3 separate regions of the Mus musculus genome follow, and regions 1 and 3 are each linked to region 2. Evidence: chromatin contacts called from public Hi-C data. All regions are on one chromosome and are shown on one strand. Each heading gives the region's core, a stretch centred on a gene start, on an enhancer-like site or on the middle of the called end of the contact. The rest is flanking DNA. Distances are from core to core; before and after follow the strand shown. Region 1 overlaps 4930565D16Rik (RIKEN cDNA 4930565D16 gene). Region 2 has its middle 19 kb from the start of Tmem154. Region 3 has its middle 6.9 kb from the start of Trim2.

Region 1 (4,374 bases), core at 160-2,659, 290 kb after region 2:
CTTTCTGCTGGCTTACATAAGGTGGTTGGTGATCTTGTCCATCTTTTCAAGGAATCAATTCTTTGTTTCCTTGATTTATTCAAGACACTCTCTCACAGACATGGCCACAGGCCAGTGTGATCTGGGCAATGCCTTCATCACCAGTGGTGTCAGGTTGACAATAATAAGCAAGACAACTCTTTGCAGCCAACGCTTCTTAATGTTCTCTCTAATTTGAGCACATTACTTTTCTTTCATCCTTCACCCTGTTCATCAAGGTCCAGGTTCCTCGCTATGTGATCTCCCTTCTTCCGCTCTCTTGGGGTAGCCATTTTCTGCAGTTCCCTTCCTTTGTTCCCTTCTCCAACCCTCTTTGGCTGCCACATTTCTGCTCACGCAGTCGCCCGAAGGAAAACCACACCCCAGGTGAATCTCCACTTCTGTTCCCATTCCTGATGCAGACGTCTTGCTGCTCCCTTGCATGTCCGACCATTGCCTCCAGATAGCCTGCCTCAGACAAGTTCACCCCAAATCTTCTTCCCTGATCATCCCTTGCCTGTTACCTCCCTATGAAGCTCCCTGTAACTCCAGCCTGAAGTCATGGAACCCTCATCGTCTCCTTTCCCCATCCCCTTTCCCATAAAACCACATACCGTGTTTTGTCAGTCTCCAGCGCGTGTTTTCTATGATCCTTCCTCTCATGACTCACTCTTAAAAAAAAAAAAGATGTATTTATACTTTTCAATTTATCCATGCGCATGTATGTATGTGTGTGTGTGTGTGTGTGTGTGTGTGTGTGTGTGTGTGTGAATGCTCAGGCATACATGTATGTGCATATCTACAGAAGCTATAAGAGGATACCAGATCCCCCAAAACTGGAGTTATAAGAGTCTATGGGTGATGGGAACTGAACTTGGGTCCTATGCAAGAGTATCTAACGCTTTTAAACATGGCACCATCTTGCCAAACTCCCTCCCATCACCACCGTTACGTTACTGCTTTTGCCTTGAGATGCCTTGGTTCGTGTGTGTGTGTGTGTGTGTGTGTGTGTACACGCATGCACGCACATCCATGTCATAGAGTATGTGTGGAGACCAGAAGACTACTTCTAGGAGTCAGTTCTCTCCTTTACCACGTACATCCTGGGACTAAGCTCGAGCCTTGCTGGTAGGCACTCTCACCCACTTCCCCATCCTCTTGGCCCTTGGTTTCTATTTCAACATCTTTTCATTCATTCGCCTCACTGACACTAGGCTAATGTTGCTTAGTATATAGCAATAAAGAACAAAACCAGTTTTAGTAAAACTACCCGCTGATTACTTTGAGATTGTTGACTGTGAAATTCAGAGCTCTTAACTGAATTGAAGTACGTTGAATCTGGCTGGAGAATCTGTACTCTCTGGCTCTAACTCATTTGCATACCCCGTGTCTCAGTTACACACACTGCCATTTTCCAAGCTGTGTCCTGCAACACAATAGTGACCTTCAGGAAGGGAATACTGTCCCTTAATTAAAAAACGTTCTGTGGTGATTGCGTTTAACCAAAGGCGAACTGTTTTCTTGCACAACCTCTCAAAGCCTTGACTATGCTGCCACATATAGATACTGTGAGCCTTCAATTGAGAGGAAAATTATATGCTATTTCTCAACACTGTTTGAACATGAAATCCCATTTAAGGGGCCACCATTATCTCACAAGATACCACTGTTCCAAGAAACACATTTTCAACCGAGCAAACACAGGCACCTCTTTATTCCCAAACACTCAGATTCTCACACAGTCCTCTCAGATCAAGCCAGTGTTTCTCCGTGAAGGCTGCCCTCCAGGGGACATTTAGCAATCGCTCTGGCAAGCGCAGTAGGGAGCTCCACCCCCTGTGTGGGAGGAGCCAGGGCTGTGGCTACATCTTCTAGAATATCCAGGCCAGGCCCCCCAACAGCCAAGAATGATTCAGAGGAAACATCAGCGTGTGTAGCTCACTCTCCTCTTCTCTCTCTCTCTCTCTCTCTCTCTCTCTCTCGGTTTCTCTGTATAGCCCTGGCTGTTCTGGAGCTCACTCACCAGGCTGGCCTCGAACTCAGAAATCTGCCTGCCTCTGTCTCCCAAGTGCTGGAATTAAAGGTGTGCACCACCACTGCCCAGCTCTCCTCTTTATCCCCAAAGCTGTATCCATGTCTTCAAGGCCAGAGCCAGCATTTCCTCTGCTGCAATGCCTGGATCCTACAACTTAGATTGTCTCCTCGAACCTGTGCTTTGTAGCATGTGTTGAGTTCTTTCCTTAATTATACATATTTGTGCATGTCTATAACATTTCACCCTGGATTGTCACATCACCGCGAGGGGACAACATTGTGATCTTTTCCTTGCTCCATCTAAAAAGCTATCATAGTGCCAACAAGATCTTACTCAGTGAAATCTTTCACCCCGGAAACCTCCTCACCCTCATGCTCTGGTCAGTACCCCTATGCATTCCCCCCACGACTTTCCTTTTCTTTCTGTGTCTGTAGCCATTCCACAGTTCATTGTGTGGCTCCAGGTGGTTACACCATCCGGGAGAAGAGATGGCATCCTGGAGAAGAGAGAGCTGCCCCCTGACTTCACACAGGCCTCAGTTCCACATCCTGCTTCTCTATCCTATTCCGACAAAAGATTTTCATTCCTGGGAACTGGAGCGAAGGTGACTCTGCTTCTTGGGTTTTGGGAAAGATTCAGGTAGATGTATAAGGCACCTGGATCATCGTGGATGCTCAGTGATGGGCTCTAGGATGTAATTCAGTGAAAGAACACAAACTTAGTACACCACAGCTCCCAGTTCAGTCTTCAGCAAGTACACACACACACACACACACACACACACACAGACAGACACACACAGAGACAGACACACACAGACACACACACACAGACACACACACACACAGACACACACACACACACCACAATGTCTGAAGGGTCTCTCTTGACCCAGTCAGCTGCATGGGCTTTTCTTGTATTGATCAGAAAGCTCTAAACACTGAAATTCTCTGCCACAAGGCTCTAAATACCTATAGCTGGTTCATTGCACAGTGTGTGTTACCATCTTTCTCAGATACTTACTTGCACTTCTTCCCAAACTATCAGTTGTTGATAAGTGGCCCATATGCTGCACTTTGAGCAAGCCTGCGTATCCCAGCTCCATCTCTGGTTCATAGTTTCCCCACTGCTTACCTACATCAATCACATCAGCTTTCTGTGATGGCGACAAGAACAAAACAAAACAAAACAAAAACGGCAAACAAACAAAAATCCCAGCTGTACTGGCTAGTTTTGTGTCAATTTGACACAGGCTGGAGTTATCACAGAGAAAGGAGCTTCAGTTGGGGAAATGCCTCCATGAGATCCAGCTGTAAGGCATTTTCTCAATTAGTGATCAAGGGGGGAGGTCCCCTTGTGGATGGGACCATCTCTGGGTTGGTAGTCTTGGTTCTATAATACAGCAGGCTGAGCAAGCCAGGGGAAGCAAGCCAGTAAGGAACATCCCTCCATGGCCTCTGCATCAGCTCCTGCTTCCTGACCTGCCTGAGTTCCAGTCCTGACTTCCTTTGGTGATGAACAGCAATGTGAAAAGTGTGAGCTGAATAAACCCTTTCCTCCCCAACTTGCTTCTTGATCATGATGATTGTGCAGGACTAGAAACCCTGACTAAGACACCAACCAACACCAGCACTCCCGATATCCAGCTTGTAAGGAGATTGGTGTATTTGTCTTAGCTTCCCAGGTTCCATCCACAGTTGCACAGTCCTGTCGCCTTGGGCCTGTAGCAGCCCAGTACTTCATGGTAGGAAGCAAACAGAGGGAAAGGAAGAGCCTGGGCCACTGTCTCTTTCAGTGCATACCTCCAGTGGCCAACCCTTCTTTCACAAGGCCCCAGTTCTCCACCACATCCCCGTAATGCTGTGGGTGGGGACTGGGCCTTTGGGAGGCTCTCCAGCTCACTGCTGTGTGTATAGCACTACCCATGACAGAGGCCCATCCTCAGCCCTTCCTCATCTCCAGGTGTTGTTCTTGTACAGACAGGTGAGTCCTTCCAGCGGGTTCCGCCGCTAGCAGTCTTCACTGTGTGGCAGCACTCTTCATGTGGAAGAATGGAAAACGCACCTACTAGAATTTTGTGATGTTTCCTGGTTTTCATTTTGGATGATACAGGGGGGCCATAGCTTATACTTTGCCAAAGCTATTTTGCCCATGTTAGAAATATTCTGATATATTTATTCCAAATTATCCAATGTCCTCTGAACTTGAAGGTATCTTTAAAACACACATCTTTTCCTAAGCTTTGTGCCCACCATGGAGGGAGGGTTCCTCTGGGCCAGGAAGAAATGCAAGTCATGTCCATGTCCTAGATGTCACCTGAG
Region 2 (4,072 bases), core at 127-2,626:
AGATTCTGCTCAGGTCTGCATGAAACACGGTGGTGATGATGATGACGATAGCCCCAGACCTGGCCTACTGACCACTGGAGCAAGCATGTGTTTTCTCTACCCTGCCCATGTGCTTTTTCAACAACTGAGCACCTATAGTCTGCCAGTCTTACTCTAAGACCCAGATCAAACCATGCGGCCAGGACAGTTACATAAAAAGATGGTACCAGCTGTAACACAGCAGTGGTTGACTGAACTTGACAACCTGTTAAATACACCCCCAAACACACACACACACACACACACACACACACAGAGAGAGAGAGAGAGAGAGAGAGAGAGAGAGAGAGAGAGAGAGCGCCAGTGTGTTCGTGTGTAAGAAAGCACATTGTTTAAACAAGCACTGGTCACCTTTTTTCAGTGTTACTTCCATTTGGCCTGAGTCAAAGGGGTCTCGAGAAGGTCCCAATAGAAAGCCCTGCCTGTCTGGTTGGGTGTGTGGCCTGCTCTAATTTTTACTGCTCCAATGGCACATACTTACGGTTCAGAATCAAGGGGACCGAAAGAGCTAAGACAGGCAGTTCTGAAAGAATGGTTTGTGGAGCAGCAACAGCAATTGCAGCCTGGGGAGTGACTAGAAACACACATCTGGGAACCCACACTGCGACAGCTGAACCAGAAATCTGAGGGTGGGGCCAGAGATCTGCCTTAATAATTTCTCCCAGACACTCTACTGTAACTGGACCTTTGAGAATCTGAAGGGGAAAAATGAATATTTAAAACCATTGAGAATCTTAAAACTTGAAGTTATTAGGCATAATGAGGAGGACAAGGTTCCAGGGTGGCTACTACTAAGTCAGAAAAACTAGGTTTGCTGTCAACAGAGGCTCCTAGTCCTTCCCAGCTTCTCAGCTGCTCCATCAACGCTAAAATCTGTGGTTCCTTTTTTTTTTTTTTTTTTTTTTTTTTTTTTTTTTTTTTTTGAGACAGGGTTTCTCTGTGTAGCTCTGGCTGTCCTGGAACTCACTCTGTAGACCAGGCTGGCCTCGGACTCAGAAATCCACCTGCCTCTGCCTTCCAAGTGCTAGGATTAAAGGCGTGTGCCACCACGCCCAGCAAAATCTGTGATTCTTATGCTGGCTTCACTTTAGAGCCACAGAACCTGCCAACAAGTGGGAATCCTGGGAGTTGGAGAACTGGCATTATGAGGTGATTCCAATGTACAGCCGTGGTTCTGAACCAGTGGTCTGGATGGAATTCCTGGACTGAGAGACAGCCACAGCCTTGACCTTGGTACGAGGACAGAGCTTTGCTGGGGAAGTTCAGTGGGGAAGGGAGCTGGGCTATGAGATCATCCTCCCAGAATCCTCCCTGGTCTCTGATGGACACTGGGGTTCTTATACAGCCTCGAGTTCGCTAAGTGAGAAGCCTGAGTATCAACAGAGGCTGTGCCTGAAGGATCTGGAAAGAGTTCAGAGAAGAGAAACAAAGATGACTGAAGAAGAGGACAATGGAGCCTTTGAAAGGAAGTGAAAGGAAACAAGCCCAGCCTGAAAAGCTGAGAGACAGCCACACACTCCTGTCCTGTGGAGGTTGTGCTCGCTGCTGATCGGCCAGGCTCCATTTTCACTGAGGATGAAACAGGAAAACAAATAAACGTCACCCACCTGTGTCTGTGTAAGTCCTTTCACTCTCTATAAACTCCCAGCGCACTCATCCTTGAGTCCACTTGACAGGAGTTAGGATAAACAGAAATGCCCTGAAGCCAGAAGAGCAGCTGGTTAAAGATGCTTCTTTTAATGCACAATAAAAACCAGAACCACTTTTCTCTAACAGGGATGCTTTATGTATTTCCCATTTGACTTTGTGAATTGCATTATTAAAGGGTTGGCAAAATGGCTCATTAAGTAAAGGCACTTGTCACTGAACCTCATGACATGAGGGAAGAGAAAATTAACTCCTACTGGCTTTCTGTCTCTCTCTCTGTCTGTCTGTCTGTCTGTCTCTCTCACGTACACACACACACACACACATGCACACACACCCATTGTTAAAGCAAATTAGAATATCCACCTTTAAAATTATATTTTGGGAGCTTAATTTTTATGTTACTGGTACAGCAATATCCATATGCATCAGGCTCTAAACTCAACCCCCAGCAAACACACACACACACACACTCACACAAGATATATATATATATATGTAATGTCATAGTTAAACTATTTTAGACACTGATTTCCAATGTATCTGAATTTTGTTGGAGCTCTTATTATGCAAAAAATAATAAGTATATTTTACATTCACATGATGTCTTATCTGAATGCCTTTCACCTTGACAACAGTATTTGGTCTGTGAAAAATTATTTGAAGCCATATCAAGGCACTATTTTCCCATTTGAGAAGGAGAGCGGCTTCCCCATTGTCTCACTGTAAACTGTAGACTTGGAGAAGTTTCCAGGGCGAGTGACTCTTGGTTTCAGGCCCTTTGCCACGCTGGCCACACTCATCCTTTGGCACGCATAAAGTCTGGTTTCGACACAGATCACTGGATCCACCCCAGAGTCCTGACTCAGCAGGTCTTGGGTGGGGTCTGAGAACTCTCATTTCAGGTAAGTTACCAGAACTGTTGGCACAGAAAGCCACTGCCTCACACCGTTCACTTTACACACATTCCTGGAGTCTACCTTCTCCACTCAATGTTTAGTCCTCTGTTCTTCTCTAAGAGTTCCCTGGAGCAGGAAGGTAAGGCAGCCTTCAGCCATGTCCAGGCCAAGGAGAAATAAAGCCAGCTACCTCCCGTGGGGTTCCTGTTTTGTATGCTTGGTGAGAACCCCATTCAAGGACGTATAAGAATTGGGTGTGTATAAACGATTTCTTCAGGATCCTTGGGCTCTGCAGGGTAGCAGGCACTGGCTCATAAATCTAAATGATTCATAACAACAGCCTACATAGCATAATAAATGCTTCAAGAAATCAATGAGCAAAACTTCTGTGTTGCAGCTGCACCTAAACACACTCAAAAATTAATAGCTGGAGTTTGAAGGCTACAGAAAAACAGTAAATTGTCTAGCAAAGCGCTGCCTGGGTGAGTCAGTACGAAACGCTGGTACAGTAGAGGCCCCAGGCTGGCCACTTGCAGAAAGAATGCTCTGCACTGTCAAGCCAGGGTCCTTTTGGGATCAAGATTCAAGTCCAGAACTATCTAGTGGAGGATACTTTCCCTAGCGAAAGATCAACCCCAAGAGTGCCCTGTCCGGGTGAACCTGCTCAGCCACACCCAGGGTTCTTTGTCAGTGCATGCACCTAGTTCTAGGGAGTGGCTTTTTTTTAAAAACTGTATTCTCACTAACATGTGACCTTTAATGCTGTTGAGGCGGGAAAGAGAAGGGACACCTTTCTTGGTGAATGGGAAGGATGAGGGAAGGGAACTTCAAAAGAATCAGAGAGTGGGGGGAAAAAAAGAAATATTTGAAACCTGAGTATCTCCAAGCCTGCAAATAGCATTCCAGAAGTCTCTAGAACAGGACCAGGGAAGTGAAAGCCATTTCCAGCGTAGGCAGGTCCCACCCTAAAACACAAGAAAGTCACTCCTCCTGGAGCCCGCTGTGGCTGGCCCGATCCTGGTTAGCGGCTTATTGTTCTCTAACTGGCCCTCAGGGAGAGCCACAAAAACAAAATGATGTTCTGGACTCTGTGAACCCCAATCTGTCTCAGCCAGACAGTCTTGTGGTGTGGAAAGAAAAAGAAAAAACAGTTGCCAGAGCCTGCCCTGCGGGTTCAAGGGCTCCTCCCTCATCCACTGTGCCTGGGCGCCTCTTGATGGAGCACCAGTCTCTTCATTGCTGCCCTGGGAGGTGAAAAGGAACTTCTTTGGTGTGCTGTCTTGATCCTGTTGCTGTGCTGACCTCTCCAGACTTGCTTCCTCTTTAAAGCAAACTTATCTGGTAACAGATGAAGCAAAACTGTTGCCATAGCTCATAGCACCCCCAAAGCACCCTCACCAGAGAGCACCCCAGTAGTTCATCTGCTATGCCTTGCCAAGGAAGCCACAATACAGACCCCAGACTGACGCTTCTCATGCCTCTGTCTC
Region 3 (4,189 bases), core at 1,357-3,856, 380 kb after region 2:
CACCTGTTCAGCAGATGTGCTGTGACTTTTGTTGTTATTGGTGGCTTTGTTTTGTTGTGTGTGGACTTCATTGCCTAGGCTGGATTGGTTAGATTACTGCCACTGGAGACTGAATCGATCTCCAGAAATGTTCTGCCTCCTGGAGGTTGGCATTGGTGCTGCAGCAGGAGAGTAGCTCTCCTGACAATCAGACCCCTTCCCAAGGCTCTGGGATGCCCTCAGCCTTTGTATATCCCACGAGGACATAGAGGTACCTTTTCATTTTGTACATCCCAATGGCTTCAAGAACTGTTTGCCAAGAAACAGAGAGAAGACTATGTGTATGTGTGTGTGTGTGTGTGTGTGTGTGTGTGTGTGTGTCTTATTCTAAACCTCGTATCACACCTTTCTAAGGATTTACACTTCATTTTCATCTCTTACATATATTTGTGTAAGTTGCACAATGTCTCTGGGCACCAGTTCCCAAGTCTACAGAATTTGGTTAGTCCTAAGAAGGGACAGCTAAGGGTATGTCCTTGGGGCGCAGCCCTGCCAAATTGTTGGGGTGACCCCAGAAGGATGAGGCAGAAGCTCCAGGGTATGAGGCTAAGAGCAAGAGCTTTGGTGTAGACTCATCCTGGTCAACTCTTCTATTTTATTTGTGTAATATTGGGCAAATCTTCTACTTTTCTAAAGTTTCTGACTGGACCACTGTGAGGTTTAAGTGTGTCCACAAGTAAAAAGTCTGTTGTGTACTGCTCAGCACACAGAAACCCTGTGATAAACTTCTTGCCCAGCTACCAGCATTCAGTGATAGTCCTAACCACAGGCTAAGTTCACTGAGTGCTATTGAGAGATCATCTTGTGTATTTATAGATGCCTCACCTGTCAATTACAAAGCCGATGGCCTGTGACTTAGTTAAGAAATAGAGGTCGGGCATCAGGAGGAGAAAGAATTCTGGGAGAGAAGGGGGCGGGAGTAGGAGCCAAAAAAGAGGTGAGAAGGGCATGTGGATGGTTGGTACTGAGCACAGGTAACCACACTCCTGGCAAAAATGTAGGTTAAAAGTAATGGGTATCTTTCATTATGATCTAGTCAGAGTAGAGCCTAGCTGTATGGCCCGGGTATTTGTAAATATATTTTGAGTCTGAGTCTTATTTCTGGGAGCGTGGGGCTGGGAGGCAGAACTGGCCTTAACTACAACAGAGTGCATCCCAGGCTTACTTGAAAATTCTTGAAAGAGGAACGAGTCAGTCAACTGTACAAGGTCGTGATCTAGTCCATACACCATGCTGGCTGGCAGGTGGGTAACTCCGCATGAAATGTGTCCCTTGAGCCATTGTCATCTGGTCTGTCCATGAGGCAATGTCTTTCCAGTCGTTCTAATTCTAGGTCCATGTGTAGACCTGGTGGATCTAGTCTATACCTCAGACAGAGTTGGACTTAATCTCAGGTGTCCAGTTTTTACTGATGGTGAGGTGTCCTGGGAAGTTCCTTACTCCCTCCGGATCCCTCATGTTCCTCATCATCACGGCGTGCCTCTCCTGGGGCTATTTGTGGATGGGAAAGATAGGAAACAGATAAATGCCTTCAGAATGCATGTCCTGGGGTCCTTCCTGGACCTTCTTCCATTGTGATGAACCTTTCTACAATTTGTTTTGGAAATTTCCCACAAAGAACAGGTTGAAATCATTTCTGAGTGTAGAAGCTGATCCTACAGGGTCAGGGTAGAAGTTAGGAGCCACTGGAGGACAGAGGATGAAAAGTGAAGGCCACACCCATACCACAGAAAAGCAGTCCTTTAGAAAACCCAGCCTCAACCTCCTCCTAAGATCCACAAGAGCAGTCATTTCTTCACCAGGCCCTTTCTGTAGAAAACCCTAAGAAAATTAGACCCTAAAGCCAAGGGTCTAATAAAGTGGGATCAAGAAAAATGGTGGACAGTCCCTTTTATCAAAAGAACACACGGCCTGATGACCTTTGTGCTCCTGGGACCTTCTTAGCGGAGCAATGGGAGGAGTCACAATTTGGAACTATTCATAGTCCCGGTTGGAGTTTAACCTTCAAACTAGTATACATACACCTTCACCCACACTCAGTAAACACCCTGTTTTGTCATCCAGGGACATTAAAGTGACTTAACAAAAAAGACAGAAAGCAAACCAGACACCTTCCCTGAGGAGCCCCTAGACAGCCTTTCACCTCAAGTCACACTCTGGGAGCACATCTTTCTTACCTCTGCCCTCCCAGCCTTTCAAGGATCTAACTGGATCTAAGTGGATCTAACTGCCACAAGGGTTTCCCCCACTCTCCACTGCAATTCCCAGCACTGTGCTTGACAAGCTGAGATGAAGGAACAACACACCCCACAGCTGGTCCTTGTACTCTTGACTCTAGAAACCACAGGGAATGGAGAAGCCATACCTGACATCACACACACTCACACACACACACACACACACACACACACACACACGCCTCTTGATAACAGCACAGAAGTCATCTCCAAGAATGATAGTTATTCTCTGCAGGTATGTGGAAGACCTTGGAGTCCATGGCCCCACAAAGCCTGTCTGTAATCTTGTTACTCCCACGGGGGCAGTTGCCAGTGTGTGACCCTTGATATAACAATACCCTGCCAAGGAATCTCCAAGGACAGATTCTTACGGGAAGTCTCTCTTAACTCTCTCCTCTTCCCAGAAGAGTGAAATAGAGTTTTCTGTTTTGTTTAGTTGTATTGTGCTGGGGTGTCACACAGGATGTCCTGCATGCTAGGTCACCCTGTTCCATTAAGTCACATTCACCCACTCCCCAAACCTACAACTAAAATAAACTTTGAAGCTGTTAATTAGCTCAGAACCTTGTGTCATAAAGGCCCCTTTTGTGCTTCCCAAACTAGTTTAACTTGCCTAGTTTCCCCCCCACATCTCAGTCACACACACACACTGATGCTGTAGGTGGCAGACAGCATTGATGCTGTAGATAAAGGAGAGCATTAATGAACATGTGGGTACAGAGCTAAATGCTGCAGATGGAGGACAGCATTGATGCTATAGGTGGAGGACAGCTGATGCTGCAGGTGGAGGACAGCTGATGTTGCAGGCGGAGGACAGCATTGATGCTGCAGGTGGAGGACAGCATTGATGCTGCAGGCGGAGGACAGCATTGATGCTGCAGGTGGAGGACAGCATTGATGCTGCAGGTGGAGGACAGCATTGATACAGCAGGTGGGGACAGCATTGATGCTGCAGGTGGAGGACAGCATTGATGCTGCAGGTGGAGGACAGCATTGATGCTGCAGGTGGGGACAACATTGATGCTGTAAGTAAGGGAGAGCATCAATGTGCATGTGGAGTACAGAGTTAATGCTGCAGGCAGCAGGCAGCACTGATCCTGTAGGTGGAGGGAGCATACAGTGACTTTCCTGCATACCATTTCAACCATAATTTTTCTTTCTTAATGAGGCACATTGAGCAATGTACAACAGTGAATTCCAAGGAGCACTTACAGGAGCAAGCAGTATGATAGATATTTCCACCTACAGGCAGCTTCTAGAACTTTCCATTTTAAGTCTTTAGATCACAGTTAACCACAGGTTACTGAAATCAAGGGAGGTTTAAAACTGGTCGTGGTGATTCCTGAACAGGGGCTTCATGTAAAATGTATGTGTGGCTCTGCCTGCTCCTGAAGTCCAGTGAAGTCCTCACTGTCTTCTCCCGCGGTGGTCACCAGGTGCTTTGCAGACAGCTGGAAACTGAATTTCCCGAGTGCCCAGTCCTGCCCAGTCCTTCTTATGTATCTCTGACCCTCGGGTTCTTCCTCTGGAGCCAAGGGAACAGAGCAAGGGCTGTGAGCTTTATGGATCTTGCTGAGTCTTAGAGCACAGGCTTGGCCCTGCACACAGCTCCTTTCTGGTGTCTGTCTTTTGAACAAGAAATAGCAGCCATTGGCATTTTCTTAGGAATGAAAGTTCTTTCAATCCACCCTCGGCTTAGCTAGCTGTTGTATCTCTGGATCCTTTCTGTGTTCTGGGCACACTGGGGACATAACATAAATATTAATTACTCCTGGTACATTACCAACAGAAAATGGAAAGACCCCTATAAGGCAGCAGTGACCCCAGAAGTCTCAGAAGCCCTGTCGGCTATGTGATGAGGACAGATAGTGACAAGACATTAAAAAGCAGCTGTCTTCCCACACTCAGCACTT

What was found. A called contact is a pair of places that touch in the nucleus more often than the background predicts.
Region 1: a Hi-C map of the G1E-ER4 cell line shows a contact between it and region 2, with 2.4 times the contacts expected there. The contact joins two enhancer-like sites. A contact is called at or near these places in 2 of 15 datasets of contacts at CTCF or cohesin (embryonic stem cells and pro-B cells), 8 of 484 Hi-C or Micro-C datasets (the G1E-ER4 cell line, differentiating embryonic stem cells, embryonic stem cells and 1 more), 4 of 115 datasets of contacts at active chromatin or transcription factors (embryonic stem cells, forebrain and stem cell-derived neural progenitor cells) and 1 of 9 other capture datasets (embryonic stem cells).
Region 3: a contact with region 2 is called in a Hi-C map of Sertoli cells, with 2.1 times the contacts expected there. The contact joins two enhancer-like sites. A contact is called at or near these places in 1 of 484 Hi-C or Micro-C datasets (Sertoli cells) and 1 of 9 other capture datasets (pancreatic islet).

What each region holds. Positions count from the first base shown.
Region 1 is chr3:84,353,581-84,357,954 of GRCm38.p6, reverse strand. All of the region lies in intron 3 of 4930565D16Rik (RIKEN cDNA 4930565D16 gene), which reads left to right. Among named protein-coding and RNA genes, the nearest start is that of 4930565D16Rik, 24 kb to the left of the region's middle. Within about 2 kb of position 1,409, at least 45 of the 459 cell types and tissues checked have an H3K27ac peak or open chromatin away from gene starts, as enhancers often do.
Region 2 is chr3:84,645,090-84,649,161 of GRCm38.p6, reverse strand. No RefSeq gene overlaps it. Among named protein-coding and RNA genes, the nearest start is that of Tmem154, 19 kb to the left of the region's middle. Within about 2 kb of position 1,376, at least 82 of the 459 cell types and tissues checked have an H3K27ac peak or open chromatin away from gene starts, as enhancers often do. A contact at or near this core is called in Sertoli cells, where this site is marked.
Region 3 is chr3:84,264,583-84,268,771 of GRCm38.p6, reverse strand. It overlaps a transcript of Trim2 not described here. Among named protein-coding and RNA genes, the nearest start is that of Trim2, 6.9 kb to the right of the region's middle. Within about 2 kb of position 2,606, at least 7 of the 459 cell types and tissues checked have an H3K27ac peak or open chromatin away from gene starts, as enhancers often do. A contact at or near this core is called in Sertoli cells, where this site is marked.